Linked DNA regions of Arachis hypogaea: region 2 is linked to region 1. The links are chromatin contacts, called in public Hi-C maps. All regions are on one chromosome and are shown on one strand. The core of a region is the stretch at or near the end of the contact, and the rest is flanking DNA. Distances in the headings are between cores, read along the strand shown.

Evidence for each region. Hi-C and Micro-C count contacts between places; a contact is called where the count stands out from the background.
Region 2: a contact with region 1 is called in a Hi-C map of leaf, with 2.5 times the contacts expected there. The contact joins the promoter of LOC112710719 here to the promoter of LOC112710718 in region 1. A contact is called at or near these places in 2 of 8 Hi-C or Micro-C datasets (both in leaf).

Annotation. Positions count from the first base shown.
Region 1 is chr9:24,602,555-24,606,198 of arahy.Tifrunner.gnm2.J5K5, reverse strand. It overlaps LOC112710718, which reads left to right and starts at 1,945. Exons shown (of 12, transcript XM_025763104.3): 1 at 1,945-2,164; 2 at 2,261-2,360; 3 at 2,893-3,054; 4 at 3,196-3,320; 5 at 3,541-3,644. The coding sequence starts at 2,355.
Region 2 is chr9:24,829,785-24,833,428 of arahy.Tifrunner.gnm2.J5K5, reverse strand. It overlaps LOC112710719, which reads left to right and starts at 2,013. Exons shown (of 9, transcript XM_025763106.2): 1 at 2,013-2,327; 2 at 3,301-3,644. The coding sequence starts at 2,181.

The DNA.
Region 1 (3,644 bases), core at 696-3,195:
AATACTATCTCAACTGCTCTTAGATCAAAGGGTCAAATTGTCTTAACAGTTGCTTCAAGTGGAATAGCTTCACTCTTGCTACCTGGAGAAAGAACAGCTCATTCCAGGTTTGCAATTCCCCTAACTCCTGATGAATATTCCACCTGTAATATAAAACAACGAAGCCCACTAACTGAATTAATTTTGGCAACCAAACTTATTATTTGGGATGAAGCACCAATGACGAATAAATTTTACTTTGAATCACTAGATCGATCTATGAGAGACTTGCTTCAGCACACAAATCATTCAAGTTTACGGTTGTCATTTGGGGGAAAAACAGTCATCTTTGGTGGTGATTTTAGGCAAATCCTCCCAGTGATAATAAAGGGATATAGACAAGATATTGTTAATGCATCGATTAATTCCTCTTATCTATGGCATGAATGCAAGTTATTAAGTTTAACTCAGAATATGATATTAGGGTCTTCAATAGAAGATGAAAGTGTCAGAGAATGTAAAGAATTTGCACAGTGAATCCTTAATTTAGGAGATGGAAAGCTTACTCATTCAGAAGATGGATAAAGTGTGGTCCCTATAGGTTATCAATGCACATTTCAGAATTTTCGGCAACTATTAAATCTCCCGGACTTCCAAATCATGAGCTTTGCTTTAGGCAAGGTTGTCCTGTCATGCTTATTAGAAATATTGATCATTCAGAAGGCCTTTGTAATAGTACTAGATTAGTTATCACATGGTTTGGCAACAAAGTGATCGAAGCAGAAGTCTTATCAGGATCTAACATTGGTGAAAAGGTTTTTATACCTAGGATGACATTAACTCTTTCGGATACAAAACTGCCATTTAAATTTCAATGAAGGCAATTTCCTTTGATGCTCTCATATGCCATGACTATAAATAAAAGTCAAGGACAATCATTGGATTATGTTGGGTTACTCCTTAAACAGCCAGTATTCACACCTGGCCAACTATATGTTGCAGTTTCAAGAGTTACTAACAAATATAGACTGAAGATTGTTATTTCTCATGACAATTCAAATGATTACACTGAAATCAACAATGTCGTTTATCATAAAGTTTTCAGAAATATTTGATTTTAGCATATTGTGTCACACACAATAGGTAAGGATTATATTCTCAATTTCTATGAATTCTTTCTTTAACTATTTCTTCCTTATTTATGTCTCAATATTTTCTTTCTAAAATTTTACCAAATTTTATCATTATCATTCTATCTATATGTTGTACACATTATTAATTTACAAACTTACTTGGTATTTATGTCATTTATTGCAGCACAACTATCAAATTTAGAATGAAAAATGTGTACTTTTGCATCAACAATCAAATTTTCTTTTCTTGCCATGTATTTATATTAATTAACCATGTTTAATTAATGCATAATTCAGAATTATTCTTTACATCATTTTCATCATATTTCTAAGCTTCATAAGCGTAGATGACAAACATATCATTATCTAATTTCTATATTTTTTTCTCATATATATGTGTTATTAATTGCTCAAACTTAATCACCCACCTGCGCGTATGCGCGAGCTTCTTGCTAGTTTATGTTAATAGCTATTGTGTATATAATAATTATTATCGTGCTAAAAATTCATCTTAATTTGGACTTAGTTGAATGACAAACAACTTTAACTTTCTTTGTAATTTACAGTTCAAAATATCCAAACTTCACATACTTCCACATTCATCCAAATTTACTTACAAAAATAAAATATTAACCTGTTCTCTATCCATTTGTAAACAAATATTTAAATCTTCGACATTTGTTTAAATAGACGAGTGGATTGCTTAACCACAAAAAAAAGTATCATCTATAAATTGGGTGTTCAAAAACTAAAAACAAGCCTGTAGCTATTGTATTGGGTTTTCTACCTATTAACATTTTCCATTATCCATTGCAAAATCAAAGTTCGTTTTTGGAAACAAAAACAGTATATCTTCTTGAAAATATTTTGATGGGCTCATGTACAGGCCGAATTTCATAAAGATTTGTTGTTCTGATAAACCAATAAGTGCCCCGTCTGACCCTCAAAAAAAAAAAAAAGTACCCCCCTTCTTCCTCAACTGTTATTGGATGCTTCTCAGCTAAACAGGAAGTGTTAGTGAAGTGAAGAGAAAGGAGCACCTCAGAATCATGGTAACACTTCCTCCTCTTAGCTTGGTATTTAGGGAACTTACTTACTGAAACGCTTTTAATCGGAGCTTTCTTGTTGTCGTTTGTTTCTGTAAACAGGATTTCAAGGGTTTCCTAAACGACTTGCAGGATTGGGAACTTTCTCGAAAACACGAAGAAGCTCCACACACGAACAAAAACCCTCAAAAGGAAAATGTTGGTAATTTTCTACTTGCATAATTATTGAACTTTGAGTAGAAACTTCATATTTTTTTTGCATAGTGTGGAAGCTAATTAATTTTATCTACATGATTATGCGTAATCGGGTATCTGTTCATAGGATTAGGAGACACTACAGTATCAAACACAATCTTTTTCATATAATGTGTGGATTATGTGGCTGGAATATGAACCCGGGGGAAAGGGGGGATCAAGAACCGATGTAGTTGTTTTTAGGGGTATTTTTGTTTTTTAGGTTGGGATTTTCTTCCCTCCACAGTTTCAGCACAAAGGAAATGTAGACATGGAGTATATACGGTTTCGATTTTATTGAGAGAATGGAAGAATATTTCAAGAAACCAGCTGAAAACAGTTCAGTGTTTCTTTGCATGCAATGAGTTTATACCTTATTCTCTCATTTCTCTGTTGCTTATATTGTGTTTGTTTTTATTTTTATGTTCATGTGCATGTGTGGGAACATTGATGAACAAATGTATTTATGATGTATAATATTTTGACTGCAATTTATAAAGGATTCAGCTTCTCAAAATACTGGATTGGGGTCCTCAAGGCGCGATACTCTTTCTTTTGATAATGCAAGAAGTAACTCTCGACAGTATAATGATCCATTTAGCCGTGTGACTAGTAGTTTTGTTTCCGAAGATATCCCTGACGCCGTGTCCGAGAAAGATCTGGTAGGAAGCATCCTATGTGTAGCTTTCCCAAATTTTCATCATGTTTTATTTTCTTGATGAATTAGGACTTTAGGATATGATGGACTGATCTTAGTTTTCTGTCCTGTATGCTGCTGCTGCAACCTCATCTGTATTTTCCAGGGTAATGAGTATTTCAAGCAGAAAAAATATAAGGAAGCTATAGACTGCTATTCAAGAAGCATTGCCTTCTCGCCTACAGCTGTAGCATATGCAAATAGAGCAATGGCCTATATCAAGCTCAGAAGGCAAGCTCAATAAACTCACTTTTCTTTATCTTTATAAATTTATATATTATATATATATAAAATTAAAGTTGGTGGAATTTTTAATAGAACATTTTTTTAAGGGGAAAAAAATTCTATAAAGGGTTAATTGGTCTATCACCATACTAAAGCTATTGTAGGGCACTTCTTTTCCTGAAGTGGTATTTTGTTACATGCATCACCTATTTGTTTTTGTTTGTAGATTCCAAGAGGCTGAGGATGACTGTACAGAGGCCTTAAATCTCGATGATCGTTACATAAAAGCATACTCACGCCGAGCAACATCTAGAAAAGAACTCGCGAAAT
Region 2 (3,644 bases), core at 764-3,263, 230 kb before region 1:
TTATCCATCCAGTACATACAAATATGTTTTTAGTAGTGTGGTAATATCACTTGTGCCTTTAAATTTGTTTCTGTTTCTACTTTTTAAAATTTTATAGAATTGAATAGTGCGTCTCGTGTTAGATAATAATTTCTCGAAACGGATACGGATATTTATCTTTTTTATCAGATATAATCTTATACTATTTATAATTTATAAATATCATTCGGATTTTTTATGAATGAAAATTTTACTTCTTAAAAAAGAAAAAAAAAATTCACTTGGGCCTAACCATGTTTATCTAATGCTAGTTCTTCAATTTTGTAATATATATATATATATATATATATATATATACTGTTCATATAGTTTATTTATACATTATTACATGGGGTATTGTTAATGACACTCATTAAAAATGTTATAAATAGAGATATTATACTACGATTAAAGTTGAACACAAACTATTGTAAATCATATTATTATTATTAGAATAAGCAATTTTTTTTTTGAAAAATTCTTACTACTATAGTATAAATCAATTTTTTCTTCACTATAAAAATTTATTACTCCATATAAAATATGAAAAAATAATTAATTAAGGTACTCTCCAACTAAAAAAATCCTTATCCATATTATATGTTGCTATAACCATAATAATAGATATCATTAGTGGATGAGCTTATAGTGATTATCTTATACATATTTTATTTGACTTTAAACTTTTATAATTAGTTTCTAGCTTATTTCATTCTTTAATTATTATAATGTAAATTATATATCACTTCAACACACAGAAGAAATTGCAGCGGTTTTTGGGATTTGTGGCAGTTTTAAACCGCTTTATGTATTCTAGCAGTTTCATAAATTGGTATGGATTATTGTGCAGAAATTAGTGTTTACGACAATTTTTAGCAACCACTAGTATAATTATCGTAAAATAGGATTAAATTATTTTGCGACAGTTTAAAATCACTGCAATACAATTAATAGATTTTTTTAAAAAATACAGTGGTATGTAAACCATCGTAATTCTAAATACAGCTAAAAAAAAAGTGTATTGCAGAAATTTATAACTTTCATAAATTTTACAATTATATTTAAAAAAAATTAATTTCATAAAATTATTCAATTATAGTGCTTCTACATCTAACCAACAAAATTTTTCTGCTACAATTTTCAATAACCGCAAATATTAGACAGGAATAGTAATATATATTTTCATTTGGTTAGTACATAAATACATTTAATTGTACTTAGATTAAAAAAATAAGAAAAACATATGCAATGCAATATTTTAATACACTTCTGAAAATAAAAAAATTATTAATATTTTTTAATATATATATTGGTGGAATTTGTAGTAGCCATTATTACAATAATTATGTTAGATATAGAATTTTGAAAATACTAAAACAATATTTTTAAAATGAAAATCACATTAATTTTTATATTTTTATAAGTTTTTAATTTTAATTTTTGAAATTATAAATATTTTTAAATATTAATATAATACTATTTTAATTTTAAAAATATATTTTAAATATTTTTAACATTATATAACCACTATAATTTTTGGAGATACATTTATATCATATCATATCATATCATATCTTAATATCCCGTTTCATCATGATGTCATATATAAAAAGACAATAATACTCCAATTTACAAGAAATTAATTTAATAAAGTGACTATTTTTAGGAAGATATTTTTATATAAAAATTATATTATAAATTATTAAATAATTTGATATATTCTATTAAACATATTTAATTGAATTATCTAATAGTTTATAATATAAATTTTATATAAAAATATCGTTATTAAAATAACCACAATTGCATGAATTACAAAAAAATAAAATAAAAAATAAAGTAATGTCTTAAGTGGTTTTTTTCAGAATGACAAGAATCATGTAAGTATGTGTGTACTTATATGTATGTATAGATATATGTATATGTATGTATGTTAGTTGGGAGTGATTTGGAATTGAAAGAGGCCATCTTTTCATGTCTTAGCTTACTGACATTGATATTGATAGTTGATACATCATTTGGGTCCATCTACTTCTTCATCTTTTTCTTTCTCTCCATTTCTTATTCATCCTTGTCAACTCAATAAATAACACTAACTACTACTACTACCACTTACTACTTATTATTAAAGAAAGAGAAAGAAAGAGAGGGAGAATAACATAATGGGGTCTTTGGCAATGGTAGCTGAAAGTGAAGCAAAGAAGAAGAAAGGAGCAATGTGGTTGTATCCAAAGGTTTTGGGTTTCAATCCTTCTCAAAGATGGGGTCACTCTGCTTGCTTCTCCAATTCCCTTATGTATATCTTTGGGGTATTTTTTTGTTCTTATTTTATTACTAATTACTACTGAGAATGTGCTTTTGTGTCATTTAATGATGTCTGAAAAGTTTTCATAATCATAAGTAGTATTACTTGGTTAAACTTGTCTCAAGTTCTGCTTTCCAATCTTTGTTTATTTTTTTTTTTTATTCTCTATCTTTGGCTAATAACCAAACACACTTTCTTCTCTGAATTTTAGTTTTTTCCGTCATTCATCTCATCACCTATGTTTTATTTATTTCTTTCTGTAATTAGTGGGGACAATGCTTGTTTTTTTGACAATCATCTTTCTGCTTTCTTAATATAGAAAAAATCACATTTTTTTGTTGTTGTTCTTGCTCTTCTTCTCTCCTTGTGTTATGCTTCAAAACTTCCAGAACATGCACTTCAATAGAAACATTCTTCCATTCCTTTGAAATCTGAGAACTTCATTTTCTTATTTCTTTTTTTTTTCTTTTTTGGGTGAAAAAAAGTTCTGAGGAATATCTATCTTAATTAATTACTTTGATGTCTCTTCACTCTTGTTTCATGTTGGTTAGTTTTAATTATTGCAAAACTCTCATTTTATCATTTTAAGCAAGATTAACCTTCTTAAGGTCATTTTTAGCTTAGTTTTTAATTATTGGAAAACTCTTATTTTATCAGTTTAATGTTAGTAATTAAAGTTATTTTATCTTAGGTAATTACTTTCTTAATTAGGCGTCTCTTGATGGTTAATTAGTTTTAAGTATAGATTGCAGAATCTCTAATTTTATCATGTTAAGAATTACTTGATTAACTGAAAGAAATAACTTTTATTAAGAAAATGCATGAATATTCTAAATTTCTAATTTCCATTCTGTTTATTTGATCAATACTTGACATGATACAAGTCTTGTACTTTGGTTACACTGCCTTGAAGGCCGTTGTTGAAAAGTTTATGTTTGAAATGATTATAATTATGGTATGTTTTAACACATTTTCAGGGCTGTTGTGGGGGGCTGCATTTCAGCGATGTTGTGTGTTTAGACCTCGAGAAAATGGCCTGGAGCAAGCTCGCCACCACGGGCGAAAAGCCGGGACCTAGAGATAGCCACAGTGCTGTTCTTGTTGGGAACAAGATGATTGTGTTTGGTGGCACAGATGGCTTCAAGAAGGTAAATGACACTCACATCCTCGACCTTGTCACGAAAGAGTGGATTCGGCCAATGTGTCATGGGACTCCTCCTTCGCCGAGGGAGAGTCACACTGCCACTCTTGTTGGTGACAAGAAGATAGTTATCTTTGGTGGTAGCGGTGAAGGCGAGGCAAACTACTTGAATGATTTGCA